Regions from separate parts of the Mus musculus genome. Here region 1 is linked to region 2. The links are chromatin contacts, called in public Hi-C maps. All regions are on one chromosome and are shown on one strand. Each heading gives the region's core, a stretch centred on a gene start, on an enhancer-like site or on the middle of the called end of the contact. The rest is flanking DNA. Distances are from core to core; before and after follow the strand shown.

Region 1 (6,740 bases), core at 3,775-6,274, 610 kb before region 2:
TAAACTTTATGAATAACGAGTTAATATGCACAAAACCACCGGTCCCGTGACCATCCTCAACATATGGGTTAAAAAGGGTTTTATAAAGGCAGCTGGTAAAATACAACGGCAATTGTGAGCTTGTGCTTCAAAACCGGAGGGAACCACTACACTGCTGCTGTCTTCACTAGACTAGAGCAAGTTTCCACCTGGCTTCTGCTTCCTCACATGCTAAGGAGGGGCGACTGGGCACTCAGGACCCTCCCCTGGTTGTCTGAAAGATTTGACCCAGTGTTGGCAGTACCTGGGCCATCTCCCTGGTCACTGATAAAGGTTAGCTGTCCTGGGCCACAGCAGCTTGTGAATACTGGGGACCCTAGAATCATCAAGTTCCCTGCAGAATCACAGCATCAAGCTAGATCAGGTGGTGCATGTCTATAAACCCTGCACTCCGGAGAACAGTGAGTCCAAAGCTAGCCTGCATCTGTGGTAGTGAGAGCTTACCTCAAAATAAATCAGTCCAACGGAACCAAAGCTTAGGGTACAGCTCAGTGCAAAGTGGGGTTAATCACCAGTAAAATACACACACACACACACACACACACACACACACACAAGGGAGGTGGACTGGAGGGGGGCAGAGTCATGGCTCACTTTAGTAGGCTGAGGCAGGAAGACCAGGGTCATCTTCAGACACATAGTGATTTAGACACCAGCCTGGACTGATAGAATCCCTGCCTCAAAAATAAGTAAATAGGGCTGGAGAGATGGCTCAGCAGTTAAGAGCACTGGCTGTTCTCCCAAAAGGACCTGAGTTCAATTTCCAGCACCACATGGCAACTCACAACTGTGTGCAATTCCAGTTCCAGGGGATCTTACACCCTCACACGGACATACATGCAGGCAAAACACCAATGTACACAAATAAATAAGAAATTGTTAAACTCAAACAAATATCAACCAAAAAAAAAAATCCCATATCACACAGGCCATTGCTCTGGTCACATGATACATTTCATCATACAATCAGGAGAGCAGGAGAGCCCTCACTTGGTGCTGGCAGCTTGGCACTGAAACTCCTGGCCTCCAGAACAACTGGAAATAAATTTCATTTAGTTAAAAACCAGACAAGGAAAAAAATAACCAGACAAGGGGCTTGAGACCTGGCTCAGTGGTCCAGAGAACTGGTTGCTTTCCCTGATAACCAGGTATAATTCCCAGCATCCACACGGTGTCTCACAACCATCTATAACTCCAGGATCAGGGATCTGATGTCCTCTTGGATATCATGGGCACATGTGGTTAACATACATGTATGCAGGCAAAATAGCCATACACATTAAAACAAAACAAAACAAAATAAACAACCTAAAATAAAGGCAAAGCAAGACCAAGTCAGTTTCAAATCTTTCCTTTAAAAGACGCCGTATGACTGGAAGGAGTGTGGCTCAGGGATGGTGAACTTGCTTTGCATGTGTGAGGCCTAGACCAAGCAATGAGAGATGCCGTCTCAAAAATAAAGTGAAGAGAATGAGGAAGAAATCCAGTGTTGGTTTCTGGCCTCCCCACATGCACACACACTTGCGCAGGTGTGTGCACACCTACACAGGCTGAGGGGAAGAAGCGATCACAGAACAAAGTGGTTTGACTTTAGGGCTTTTTAAAAACATGAGGATTACAGCCTACATTTGCCGGTGGATGACGGGGGTGGGGAACCCTCAAGCAGGGTGAAAATTAAAGTCTTGTCCTTCTGCGTTTCCAGAGGTCCTGAGTTCAGTTCTCAGAACCCATATGGTGGCTCACAACCATCTGTAATGGGACCGATGCCCTCTTCTGGTGTGTCTGAATGCAGCTACAATGTATTCACATACTATATCTATATCTATATCTATATCTATATCTATATCTATACCCATACCCATACCCATACCCATACCCATCTATCTATCTATCTATCTATCTATCTATCTATCTATCTATCTATCTATCTATCTATCTCTCACATACTGATAGCAAACACTAAAAGAAAGTCAGCCAGGCATGGTGGCACAGGTCTTGTTTGAAGGTTTGAAGGAGAAACATTCCCCAGAGATTCAGGCATTTCAAGGCTCGGGTCACTAGTTGGAGGTGCTTTTCAGGAAGGTTTAGTAGGTGCCATCCTTCTGATGGAATGTGTCACTGCGGGTGGGCTCTCAGAGTACAGAGTCTCACCTGTTTGTTTCCAGTTGGCTCTCTCTGCTTCGTGTTTGTGTTTGGAGACGTGGTACTTCAGCCTCCTACTCCTACTGACCTGCCCCGTGCTTGAGGCGATGTCTCTCCACAGTGACTGGACTCACCCCTCTGGCACCATAAGCCAAATAAATTCTTCCCACTAAGTTGCCTTGTGTTATTGAGTAACAGAAAATGAACTAATATAGAAAGTGGGACCAGAAAGAGGGCTGCTGATGTGAGGAAGAAGCTAGCCACGTTATTTTCTGGAAGATGTTGAACTAAAAAAGTGGTTGAATGCCGTGAGCCATGCTCAGCAGAAAGACAGCAGTGCTGAGAGCTACATGGATGATGGAGCCCAGTGCAAGATGCTTCAGAGGGGAAAGATACCATCAACTGGGCTAGAAGCTACTCATAGGACATTTGGCAAAGAATCTGGCTGACTTTTGCCTGTGACCTGAGAACTTCCCTGGGTTAAGTTAAAAAAGTAATGGACTATTTCTCTGGTGAAGGACATGTCAAGACTGTTTAATATCGAGTTTGTAGTAGAGTTACTTTTTAAAGAATGCTTATGAAGATCCACAATAAAAAAAAAATTACACAATCTACAGTTTGGAGAGACATTTCCAAAGCATAAGGCTGCAATCTTAGGTTAACAGCATGAACAAGAAGCCTAAGGCGCCTCAATGGGAAGAGGAAAAGGTGTCCTCAGGCAAGACCCCATCCAACTAAATTTCCAAACTGAAAGAGAGCCTAAGAGAGCCAAACTGAAAGATAGAAAATAGCTCTCTTCGAGACTAAAAGTGTAAAAAGTCGCTGCTAATGAGATTCAAGTGGGGCAGGGTCCATTCCAAGTGGCAGCCAAACTTGGCAGTGTTGTCCACATGGTGGTGGCTTTAGAGGCATGAAGGGTTTAAGAGTGAAGGCCATTCATTCTTCCTCCTCAGTTTCAGAGAGCCATGTAAGACAGGCCTCTGCGTGAAGGCTGAGAGGGTGGGAAGCTGTGAGAGGCTATTGTATGAAGCTGAGGAAATGAAGCCTGGTGTGCAGCGGAGACTCCAGATGTTGAAGATGCCAGAGTTGTGAGACATCTGCGGGGGAGAGCTACACACAGGGGGTGAAACCAGCCAGAATGAGAGAAAAAGGAAGAGAGAGGAAGAGGGAAGTATGAGGAGACGAGGAGACAGAGACTGTAGGTAGCTAGAGGGGTACAGACATCTAAAGCCTTTGACACCAGACATGGAGCTACAGAGTTTGGTATTTGTTTTGCTGGATTTCAGTCTTGCTATGGTCTATTCTTTGCCCTCGATGTCCCCATTCCTCCCTTTTGGAATGGTAATATATATTTTGTGGCATTCATTATATGTTGAAGTATGTAATTTCCTTTTTGATCTTAGTAGAGGGTGTATTTATGAGATGGCTTCAGTCTCAGAGGAGACTTTGGACTTTTAAAAAGCTCTGAGATTGTGAAAGACAGTGAGAGACCTTGAAGTTGGATTGAAAGCACATTGCATTATATGATTATAGGGGTGAGGGAGTGGAACATAGTGGTTAAAATAAGAAATGTCTCCCAGGGGCTCAGGCATTTAAATACCAGCCCAAATTCATTCAAAATAAATAAATGAAAGTAAAATTGTAAGCCAGCATCTGCCGGCTTAAAGTAGCTCTCACCTATCATTCCAGCACAAGAGAAATCTGAGGCAGGGGGACTGCCTCCAGTTACAGATGAAGGATACACTTGACTTCTTTATCTTCTTTTCAGTGTCTCTCCAGTTACTTAAAACCCTATGCCTATGTGATCTGGATTAAGTGCCAGCAAGCTCTACTCCAGACTTCTTCAGTGGAACAGCTGAGCTAGGCAGAAGTCCCTAAGCACACACACTCAGGCCTCCCGTTCCTTCTCTGTAAGATCAATCCAGTCATGGGGACCATGACTGTGTGTGTGTGTGTGTCCTTCCTAGGGTGTTTAATCTTCTCTGTTCTTTAAAAGTCACTTTCCGAAACTTGGAAATCAAACACACGGTCTTCTGAGATGGTTCTCCTTTTCGATTCGACTTTACAGTGACTGGAACAAACACTAGACATAAAACAGAGACTGTTTGAAGTGCTAGAAGATGGGAAGCTATGGATGAGTTTGCTGCAAAGGGTTAAATTCCGGGCTGGACACAGCAGCGCATGTTTATAACCCCAGCACTGGGGAGGCTGATGCAGGAGTGAGGGTTCAGGCCGGCCTGGGTTACATAAAAAAGCAAGACCCTGTACCTTATAAAAATAATAAAAAGTTAAAATCTTTATCATGTTTTTCTGAGACAGAGAGAGAACACTCTGTTCCTTTTTAAAACCCTTGATTATGGGCAACGATAAGCCACGAAATACCAGCTAGGAGTGGCTACTAGAGCCCACAGAATCTCAGCCTAGAGGCAGCAGGCTTCAGGCAGTTATGGCCTGTTCCTAATCCTCTCTTTGAAAGGAAGCAGCACAATTTCTGGATTCCTAGGACTCTGTGGAATCCACACTATCTCCCAACTGGGGACAGCATTCTACTATCCAGTCTTAGCAGCCAGCAAAGCACTAACAGCAAGGATGTGCCTGCAGATAAGCAATCGGATTCATCCTCTTTTACAAGTTAAGTACAGCCAATACCACACATAATCCCTTGGTATGCAGTATAAGGCCGGCAGGGAAAGGGATGATGGGCTAGGACACGTGACCTCTACACCTGACAAAGCTGGGGTCACCCGCAGCCTTAACCAACTGTCCTTACAGCCTAGTTACTGCCACCCTCTTCAGATGCTTAAGCAACTCAGATCAGATTTCCTATTTCCTCCCCCTCCCACACCCGACACACCCACCTGACTCTGTAGTCTGGGCTAGCTTTGAATTTGTGGCAGTTCTGTCATGGTGTTCTAATGTCTGGGATTATAGGTGTAAACCACCCTGTCTGGCTAGGACTGTCCAGGAAAATTTTTGAAAAAGCAGCATAAAGGGAGTGCAGGAGCAGGCTGTGCCAAGAGAGGCAGGCTGTAACTCCAGCAGGGTGGGTATGGAGGGGCACGCTGTAACCCTAGGGCTTAGGAGTTGGAGACAGGAGGGCAACTTCAGGGCCATCCTGGGGTCATACATAGTGAGACTGCCTCAAGACAGCAAATGAGGCTGGCAAGACGGCTGGCTCACTGGGTAAAGTCACCTACCACAGGGCCTGGCCTCCTGATTTGATCTCTGGAAGCCATATGAGACCCAGGATCCCACACATTCTGCCCTTACCTCCAGGTGTATGCTCACAACATACAAATACTTTAAAAAACAACAAAGAAAGAAATAAAAGCACGCACGCCTTGAATAATAATGATATTACAGATCAAGCCAAAAGGATTTCCCGGAGCCATGCTAGGCAACCATTTTTCAGCCCAGGCTGGTCTCAAACTCATAATCTCTGGCATACTAAGACAGTCAGTCATGCATCCCAATGCCTTGCCAACAGCTATGACTTGGAGGAGTCACAAAGGTGTTTCATACTTACCTGAATCTGCCCACACATGTGAGACCCACACCACAAGCACTGGACACAGCCTTTCTCTTTTGCCCTTCGTTCTAATAAAATGCCAAATGGAGTCTCGGGATAATAAAATTTTAGGTGATTCATGGCCAATTATGTGGTTACTCAGGTTTTGGGTCACAAGAATCAAAGGAAAAGATTCAGTGAAGATTTCCCCTAATAACCTGAGTATACGTATTTTAAATTAGCTCCAGCTATATCTGAGTGTCGTACCCAGAGCTCTAAGCCACTCTGTAGAGAGGGCAGCTTGTCCAGAATGGGCCACTGGCAGGTGTGGTCGAATAAGCTGCTGAAAGGCTCACTGCTCACGCCCCTGTGGGATGTTCCTAGGTCATCACCATAGTTACTCACACTGTGCCAGGCCAGGTTTCTGGCTCTGAGTCAGAGATTAAGTCAGTTCTCTTTACGGATGGTTTAAGACTCTGAGATAAGTAACTTGGCCCTGGCCAGGAGGACTCAGTGGAAGAGGGGGATCCTATGTTGGCTTTTTGAGACAACAGTCTGTTCACCAGAAAATCGTTCCAACAGAGGTTAGGTCAGAATGATGCTAGATCAGCCGTGCAAGTCTCCTCTCCTCCCCAACTGCATTGCTTCATTCTGCTAACTGTACCAAAGAAAAACAGAAACACGTGGCCTGTTTTCTAAAACAAAAAACAAAAACGAAAACTAATATATAAATCCATTACTTTCAAAATACTAGAAGCAGATTTTTGAACATACACACACCGCTAAGGCAACGGCGGGCAAATGATCATTGTGTTGCCCAACAACTTCAAGGGCTCACAAGACTCAAGGTGCTTGGGTTCCGAGACCTACGAGGTAGGCTCCTGCACCTCTGTCCTCCACCTGCATGCCGTGACACATGCACACAAAATAGAGAAAGAAATGTAATAAAAATATTTCCAAAGACTTGTACTAAATTTAACTTTGGGTTTTAGAAGGTCTTGCTAGGTAGCCCCAGCTGCCCTTCAACTCCTGATCCTCCTGCCTCAGCCTC
Region 2 (7,612 bases), core at 3,523-6,022:
CAGGTCCAGAAGGGAGAGGTTGTGTTCAAAATGCTGAATCCAGAACAGGGAATCTGCCTTTGGGAAGTAAAACAATGCTGTTGAGAGGAACCACAAACCCTACCACTTCCTAAGAAAATGGTAGGGAATGGACAGTCTGTTCTAACACTTACACCTGTGCAGAGCACTCCTAGAGCAGCCCACAGGCCTTGTTACATGGAATTAACTGGTACACAGCACCCACATGGCAGCTCACAACTGTCTGTAACTCCACCTCTGGGGGATCCAACACCTTCTGATCTCAGAGGGCACACGTGGTGCATAGACATATACTCAGGCAACACACATATACACACATAAGAAGGAAGAAAGAAAGGAAGGAAGAAAAAGAGGATGAAAGGATGGAAGGAAGGGAGGGAGAAAGAAAGAAGGAAAGAAAGAGAAGGAAAGGAAGGAAGGGGAAGAGAGAGAGAAGAGGAGAGGAGAGAGGAGAGGGGAGGGGAGGGGAGGGGAGAGAAGAGAAGAGAAGAGAAGAGAAGAGAAGAGAAGAGAAGAGAAGAGAAGAGAAGAGAGAGAAAAGAGAGAGGACTTTTCAAAGTAGACACAGGGATAAGATCTAGCGTGGAGAGCTTTCAGAGGGAGACACCATCCCATGGTTCTCGTGTTCCGTATAATATCTATGAGAGGGAGCTAAGAGCATCCCGCAGGAGACATGTCCTACGTCTGAAGTGTAGAAGATGCTTGTTACCTGGCTTGGTCATTACGTGTTGGATTTGTGTGTCACATTATCACTTGGCATTCCAGAATAATGGACAGTTCCTGCATTAATTACAACTAAAATGTAAACGCTGCCCCCTTGATCCTGTGTAAGGCTCTGCTCCCCGTCCCGTGTCTTGCACTGAGAGCAGGTGCAGGTGCATTTGAAGAGGGCAGTTGCAGCTGTAGTGTAATCCTCCTAGATTATCCCCGGCCAGCCTTAAGCTCCCTAAACACGCAGGAGCGGAGCACACTTCTGCTGTCTTTGTTTTCAGGCCGTGGTGTGAAGGACTAAGCGCCATGCCTCATGTCTGCCGCTGCAGGAGATGCTGCTGCATAGGTAAAGGATGCTGTTGCCACAGCCTTTCTAAACACAGACATTGCCTCTACCGGGTACAGGGGAGAGAGGGCCATAGGTGAAACAGCAGGGCTTGAGCAGATGATGGTGGTGAGCAGATTCTCAATGTTACACCCTTTCAATGTGGATTGCAGGCTGGAAGTTTAAGACAAAACGAAACAACATGTGTTTATGGGCGGGGTGGGGGACTCTTTCTGTCTATAATTGTTAGCTGTGTCTATTTCACATATGTCAAAACCCTTGAAATACTGTTTAAGGGCACGCAGAGGAAAGTTTCAGTGCTAGTTAAGAAACCCATCAGTTCTGCCTGGAAAGCATCTTGGATTTTTCTGTGGTCTTGAAGTAGCTGGTTTGAGCATGAAATGCGGGGCTTGTTCCTTAGTGCTGCCAGGAGAAAGTGATCCTCCCTTTCCACCTAAAGTTGTTTTGCGGTAGTTTCTTTTGATTTACTATCGTGCTGATTATCCTTAGGCCTCCCATTTGTTTGTGGCTTTGGAATAGTGGGGTGTGCCAGCGGCTGGGACAGAAACATCCCGAGAAGGTGAATCGCATCTTTCTTTCTAAGCATCCTTTAAGAGGCAACGATAACATAAGGACTGGAATGGGGGTGGGGGTGGGGGAAAGACCTAACTGGCTGTTCGCCAGCATGCATTGCATTTGAACTGAGTGTGTCAGCCCTTGTTATATGGGGAGAACACCACTTTCAGGACCCTGGGCATAGATAAATGGCAGTGCTTTATGGTGAGTCTACATGAGGAGACGATGTCCCGAGGAAGCCACTCACAGTCCCCATGGCCGTTAGCGGCCCCTGCTTGTCTGTCTCCTTGTGCCCCATCAACTCATTTTTTGGTCCATCTTAACTTGGGACTCAGTGTTTGCAGTCAGGATGCATCTTGTGGTCCCCTTAGTCTTACTCACCAGCATTATTGGACAGGCAAGAAAGCTTCTCCCCAAAATAATATCCAACACTATAATGTCTTACTTTACATTCATACAGCTTTTTTTTTCAGTTGTTAAATCAAACCTGGTTTCTTTCCTTAATCGTTTAATTATGTAAAGTACTTATAAAATACATCAACATCATTAACTTAAAAAAAAAACTTTTGAAAGATTTACCTATTTTTATTTTATGTGTATGAGTGTTTTGTCTGCGTGTATGTATGTGTGTCTAGGCCTGTTATCTTAAGAGGCCAGAAGAGGGTTTGAGGGTCGTGAGCTACTATGTGGGCGCTGGAACCAAACTCAGTCACTGCTCTAGTCTCTAACTGCGTTGAACGCTGAGCTGCCTCGCCCACCCACCACCAGTGTTTTTCTATGTACAGGTACGTGCACTGAGTACGCCACTAATTGTGTCATCATCAATGACATCCATCGCCAGCACTCTTTTTAGCTTGCAAAATTGGAATTACATAGTATCACTAAACACTAATCCTACATTCCCCTCTCTCCCCAGCCTCTGGTCCCTACCTTATTCTTAGACAGTCTGACTATCCTAGTACCTCATGCAAGTGCAATATTATGATGCTTTTCTTCAAATAGCTTTTATCACCAAGCACAGTGACCTCAAATTTCATTCCTGATGTAGCCTTTGACAAGATTTCCTTCCCTTTAGTGGCCAAGTGATCGTCTACTGCATATAAATGACACATTTGGGTTATCTACTGATCCATCCATGGTCACCAGATTTGTTCCATATTTTTTTTGCTATTGTGAATACTGGTGTTGTGAACATGGGCCTAGAAATAGCTCACCATGATCTTGCTGTCAGTGATTGGGGCAAGTACTAAAAGGGGGACTGTCAACTCATATGACAATTCTACTGTTAATTTTGGAAGGACCGCCATAAAATTATCCTTAACAGGGATACATTTTATGTTTCTACCAACAATTCCCTCTTTGGCAACTTTGTTCATTTTATTTTATTTTAATCTGCTTATCTCGATGGGTGTGAGGTAGATCCTCACCTTAGTTTTGATTTGCATCTTGCTGATGAATAACGATGTTCTTCATTCTGGTCTTTTTACGTCCTTTGCCCACATTTGGTTCTGATTGTTTTTTCCTACGGTTGAAGTCATGAATTCTCTTTATACTTTGGATACTCATCCTTTGTCGGATGTCTGGCTTGCAGTAAACGTCTTCTCTGTTCTCTAGGTTGCTTTTTTACTGTTGATAAGTCTTTTGATACACAGCCCCATTTTAATTCTAACCAAGCCCAAGTTGTCTGACTTTTCCTTTATTAACTGTGCCTTTGGTGCTATCCGAGAAAGCCTGGCCAAATGCAATACACAAAGTTCATTTTTCACAGTTTAATAAAACCCTAATAACTGGGAAGCAGATTGACATTTTCTTGCTGTAACACTACATACAGAATCATTCATATATATATGTGTGTGTGTGTGTGTGTGTGTGTGTGTGTGTATGTATGTATGTATATATATATATACATATAAATATATATATCAAATGAAAATGTAGAATTTTCTGCTCTAATAATTATGACAAATGTTAAGTTCAGGTGTAAATTTACATTTATTTTGACATGAAAAGTGTTTTAGGAAAAGAAACTATTTTCCTGACATATTGAAGGACAAATAGACCCTTCCTTTTTCCTTCAAGGCTTTCCAGTGACAGAAACTCTCTCTTATGAGACACTCCTGTCAGCCAAGTCAGCCAAAGCGCCCCCGACTCCATTCTCACAACCCGAAGCAGGAAGAAGTACATGCCAGGCAAAGGGAGAAGAGACTGAGTGTGTGTGTGACTGTATCCCCCTCACAACAGGAAGATAACATTGACCCCTAAAGTGTCTAAGCCGGAAGTGATTTTATCCCAGGTGAGAGAGAAGAGGCATGTTCTGTGTGGGAAGGACTCACAATCCTCCTGCCTCAGACTCTCAAGTGGTAGGACTGCAGATGTGTGTCGCTGGGCCAGATGGAGTTCTTAAAGCAGGGCCTTGCATGGGCCTTGAAGTTCTGCTCCTTCTGAAAGCCACGTTTCTTCTTTGCATGTGTTGTCCGGTGAATAATCTGTTCTGACCCCATCTTGAGGGATCAAGTGTGAAGAGCCCTCTCGTTTTCCTAAGCAATCTCTATTTCTCTTTTGTTACTCTCAAATATGTAGACAGTCCTAGTCCTTGGTGACCGATGGCTGTTACGTTCCTTCCTTCTGCTGTCTGTACGTCCTCTTGCTCGGTTTTCAAGTGTGTCTGTCTGTCTTTTGCATCAGTCTGCAATACTTTTCTCTTGTCTACTTGCTGGCTTCCTCTTTCATCTTCCCCTTGCCCCCCTTAGCTTTGAGTTCAATGCTTGCTTTCTTCAGCTTCTAAAGATAAAAAACTCACATCCCTCTGTTGAATTTCCTGTGGCTGTGACCAAATGCCTGACAGAAGTATTTCTTGAGGAGACATTTGCTTTGGCTTGTCATCTCAGTGGGTTTAACCCATCATGAAGGAGAAGACAGGCAGGTGGGAGCTGAGGCTGGTCACACTGCAGCGGCTGACAGGAAGTGGAGACTGGGACCTGATGTGGCCATCATCTGTCCCCATCTTCATTCCCCAGCCCAGATCTGCCTTTAACTTTTATACAAACGTCAAAACTCAAGTGTTCCCTTGAAGGCTAGAGACGTCTAAAGAAGAGAGCTCTTTCCAGCACCCTCCCCCGCCCAACTGCCCTGATGTTCTGTGGTTAGTGCTGCTACTGTCTCTATCTTGTGCTTGTCATGGTATCTTTTCAGTGCCACAGCAGAGTGCTTTAGGTGTTCCCCAGGGAAACTGAGTCCTTCAGCCTGGCTTCTGTCCCCCAAGCTCATCACCCTTCAGCACACAATGCACACCTTGTTTCTTTTTACCTTCCAGCACTTGACACTGAACACTTAATTTTGTCTTGGTAGACTTTAATACATTGTTTCTTTTATCTAGAAGGCTGTTCTGTGATCTTGAGAGTTATTTGTTGTTCTTAAGATTGGGGCCTAGTCATTTCCCCACTATGGGCATTGCCCTGCTTGGGCTTGCTACCCTTGAACACGCCATCTTGTGTGAGGCTGGGCACACAAACTCCTGATGGTGTGCACTTGAAACTCTTTGTTCTTGTCTCCTTAACCCTCAAGAAGGGCAGTGCCTGTCCCCAGAATCTCTATCCCCCAGCATGTACTATTCCTAGCTCAGAGTGGACCTGGTTTTATTGACTAAGTTGAGGCATGCTGACTGGAGTCAAGTATTGATTTTTTTTTTTAAACATTTTAGCCCAAGTCTCCATCCTCATGTACTTGCAAAAACCCCTAGACTACTTCTTAGTCATAGAGTACAGAAGGAAAAGACAATTTAAAGAGGCTACTGGGAAAGGAGGGAGGAGGACTCCCTAGTCTCAAACAGCACAATTGGGGTTCCTGTAGAGAATGGCTGGGCACAGAGAGGAGTGGTGGGGTAGAGGAGGCAGGAACCTGCAGTGCTTGGTTGGTCAGTGGAAGCCCAAGAAACCCTATGGACCAAGAGTGTGGGATGCTAGGGGCAGGGCTCCTATGGCTACATAGTAGGGTACGAGGTGAGCAGGGTGAAGAGCAAGGTTAAGCTTCCTTGATAGAATCACTGCTCCGTTATTCAGTGGGAGCTGAAGCAGCTGATAAGTCATAAGATGATGGGATATAGAGTAAAGGTAATAGGTGTCTGTGGGATTGTCTGAGGTGTCTCTCTCCCTCCCTCCCTTCCCTCCATCTCCCCTCCCTCTCCCTCTCCTTCTTCTTTCTTCTCTCCATTTGCCTTTCAGATTCTCCAGAGTACATTGAGTCTGGAGACTCCAGAGGTGGTGGTGATGCTGGTGGCCCTGTGCTCAGGCTGGCCTCCATACTGGCTGCCATTGTCACCAAATGCCCCCCTCTTGTCCATGTGTCCAGGCCACCACCCTCTTCTCCTGACCATGCCTCTCTCACAGGAAAGTCAGTTAGGCTACTTCAGAATGCACCGTGTATACATCTTCTGACATTGGTGACTCAGTAGAGAATGTGTGCTGCTGGGCACCACCCACCTTTCACCTAAGCAGCTCCAGTGAGAAAAGGGGGTCAGCATGTGCTTATACACAGTTGCATGTGAGTTTCTCAGACTGCTGCCCTGCCCTCAGCAAGAGCCTTGCAGCAGACAGTCCCCCTGAGCTAGTGAGTTTGTTAACTGGTCAGGGTGAAATGGCTCTTCCTGAGGCTCACAGGCTTGGGGGTGGGATTATTTGGCTTCATTCTGCAGGAACAGAAGAATCACATTGGTAGCCTTGCCTCATCTTCCAAGGAGACTGCAGTATTGAATCACCGGGTATTTTTATGAGGTTTCTCACTGAGTGAAATATTTATTATGGGAAGAACATTATAAATTCAAAATTTATCTAAAACAAATCTGTCTGACTAGAGCGGAACTTTTTTTTTTTTTGGCTAAGCAGAAAAGAGTGAGCGGATTCTTTGGCTGCTCTGTGTGGGAGGCTTGGAGGTTGATACAACTTTTATTTTCTTAACCTAATCTAGAGAACAGTGGGGTGGCTAAGAAGTTCCTAAGTAATTATTCACATGTCAAATGCTCATTTCAAATTGCTTTTCAGATTAAATGAGTCAAGTACAACTTGAACTTTTTTCTAATTCACATTTCTCCTCTTGTTTAAATACCATAAAGACTTAGGTTTCAATCAATAACACTTTTAGCATAACTCAGTTTATTATGCCACTCCTTCTTAGCTGCTAGTTAAGAGGTGTTTTAATAGATCTTAGAGCCCCCCTCTCTTTAAAGATGCTTGTATAGGATTGTATAGGAATTGTATATATTTATGGTACAGTGTGACATTTTGGATCAAGTATACCATGTGTAATGACCAGGTCCGGTTTGTGGGTTTTTTTTTTCTTCCTGAAAGAATTTTAGCTTTTAAGTTGACTAAAATTTAGCTGCACTGGATTAGAGAAACACCAACTATTTTTTGTTTGTTTGTTTGTTTGTTTTACTCATTTATAACACTTAAATGGGCTTCATGTAGATAAGTTTAATTAAAGTGTTCCTTCAGGATAATAAAATCATTTCTTATGTTTCTCAACTATGGACAGTTGTAAGAAAATTCCTTGTGATTTCTGTAAGTTAAATCTGTAGACAAAATGTGAATCTTTTCACAGAATCAGTTGCAACTTCAAAAGTCTGTATTTGACCATTTCCCATTTGACTTGTTTCTCGTCTGTATATCTTTCCTGTTACTCCACTTGGTGGTTTTAATTGTGTGTGTGTGTGTGTGTTGTATGATATGTGCATCTACTTTTCTAACATAAATATTTAAGCTATAAATGTCTATGTGGAAGCACATAATTTTTGACGTTTATTTATGTTCAGTCTATAATCGCTCCCTGCATTCTCTCTGAATGTTCCCTGATTTTCAAGTGTATGTAAATTTTTCAAAGAGCTGTTGATCTCTTTCTAGCTGGAGGAGAGAATGCATCCTCTCAGTGTTTTCCATGCAGAGACGGTAGGTGATAGTACTGGCGGAGGTCTGCCTTGCCAGGCAGTGT

Evidence for each region. Hi-C and Micro-C count contacts between places; a contact is called where the count stands out from the background.
Region 1: a contact with region 2 is called in a Hi-C map of CD4 T cells, with 2.8 times the contacts expected there. The contact joins two enhancer-like sites. A contact is called at or near these places in 2 of 484 Hi-C or Micro-C datasets (CD4 T cells and regulatory T cells) and 1 of 115 datasets of contacts at active chromatin or transcription factors (memory CD8 T cells).

The regions. Positions count from the first base shown.
Region 1 is chr14:60,725,630-60,732,369 of GRCm38.p6, reverse strand. The region is part of intron 4 of Spata13 (spermatogenesis associated 13); the gene reads right to left. Among named protein-coding and RNA genes, the nearest start is that of Gm34997, 39 kb to the left of the region's middle. Within about 2 kb of position 5,024, at least 64 of the 459 cell types and tissues checked have an H3K27ac peak or open chromatin away from gene starts, as enhancers often do. A contact at or near this core is called in memory CD8 T cells and regulatory T cells, where this site is marked.
Region 2 is chr14:60,115,116-60,122,727 of GRCm38.p6, reverse strand. No RefSeq gene overlaps it. Among named protein-coding and RNA genes, the nearest start is that of 4930563I02Rik, 31 kb to the right of the region's middle. Within about 2 kb of position 4,772, at least 35 of the 459 cell types and tissues checked have an H3K27ac peak or open chromatin away from gene starts, as enhancers often do. A contact at or near this core is called in memory CD8 T cells and regulatory T cells, where this site is marked.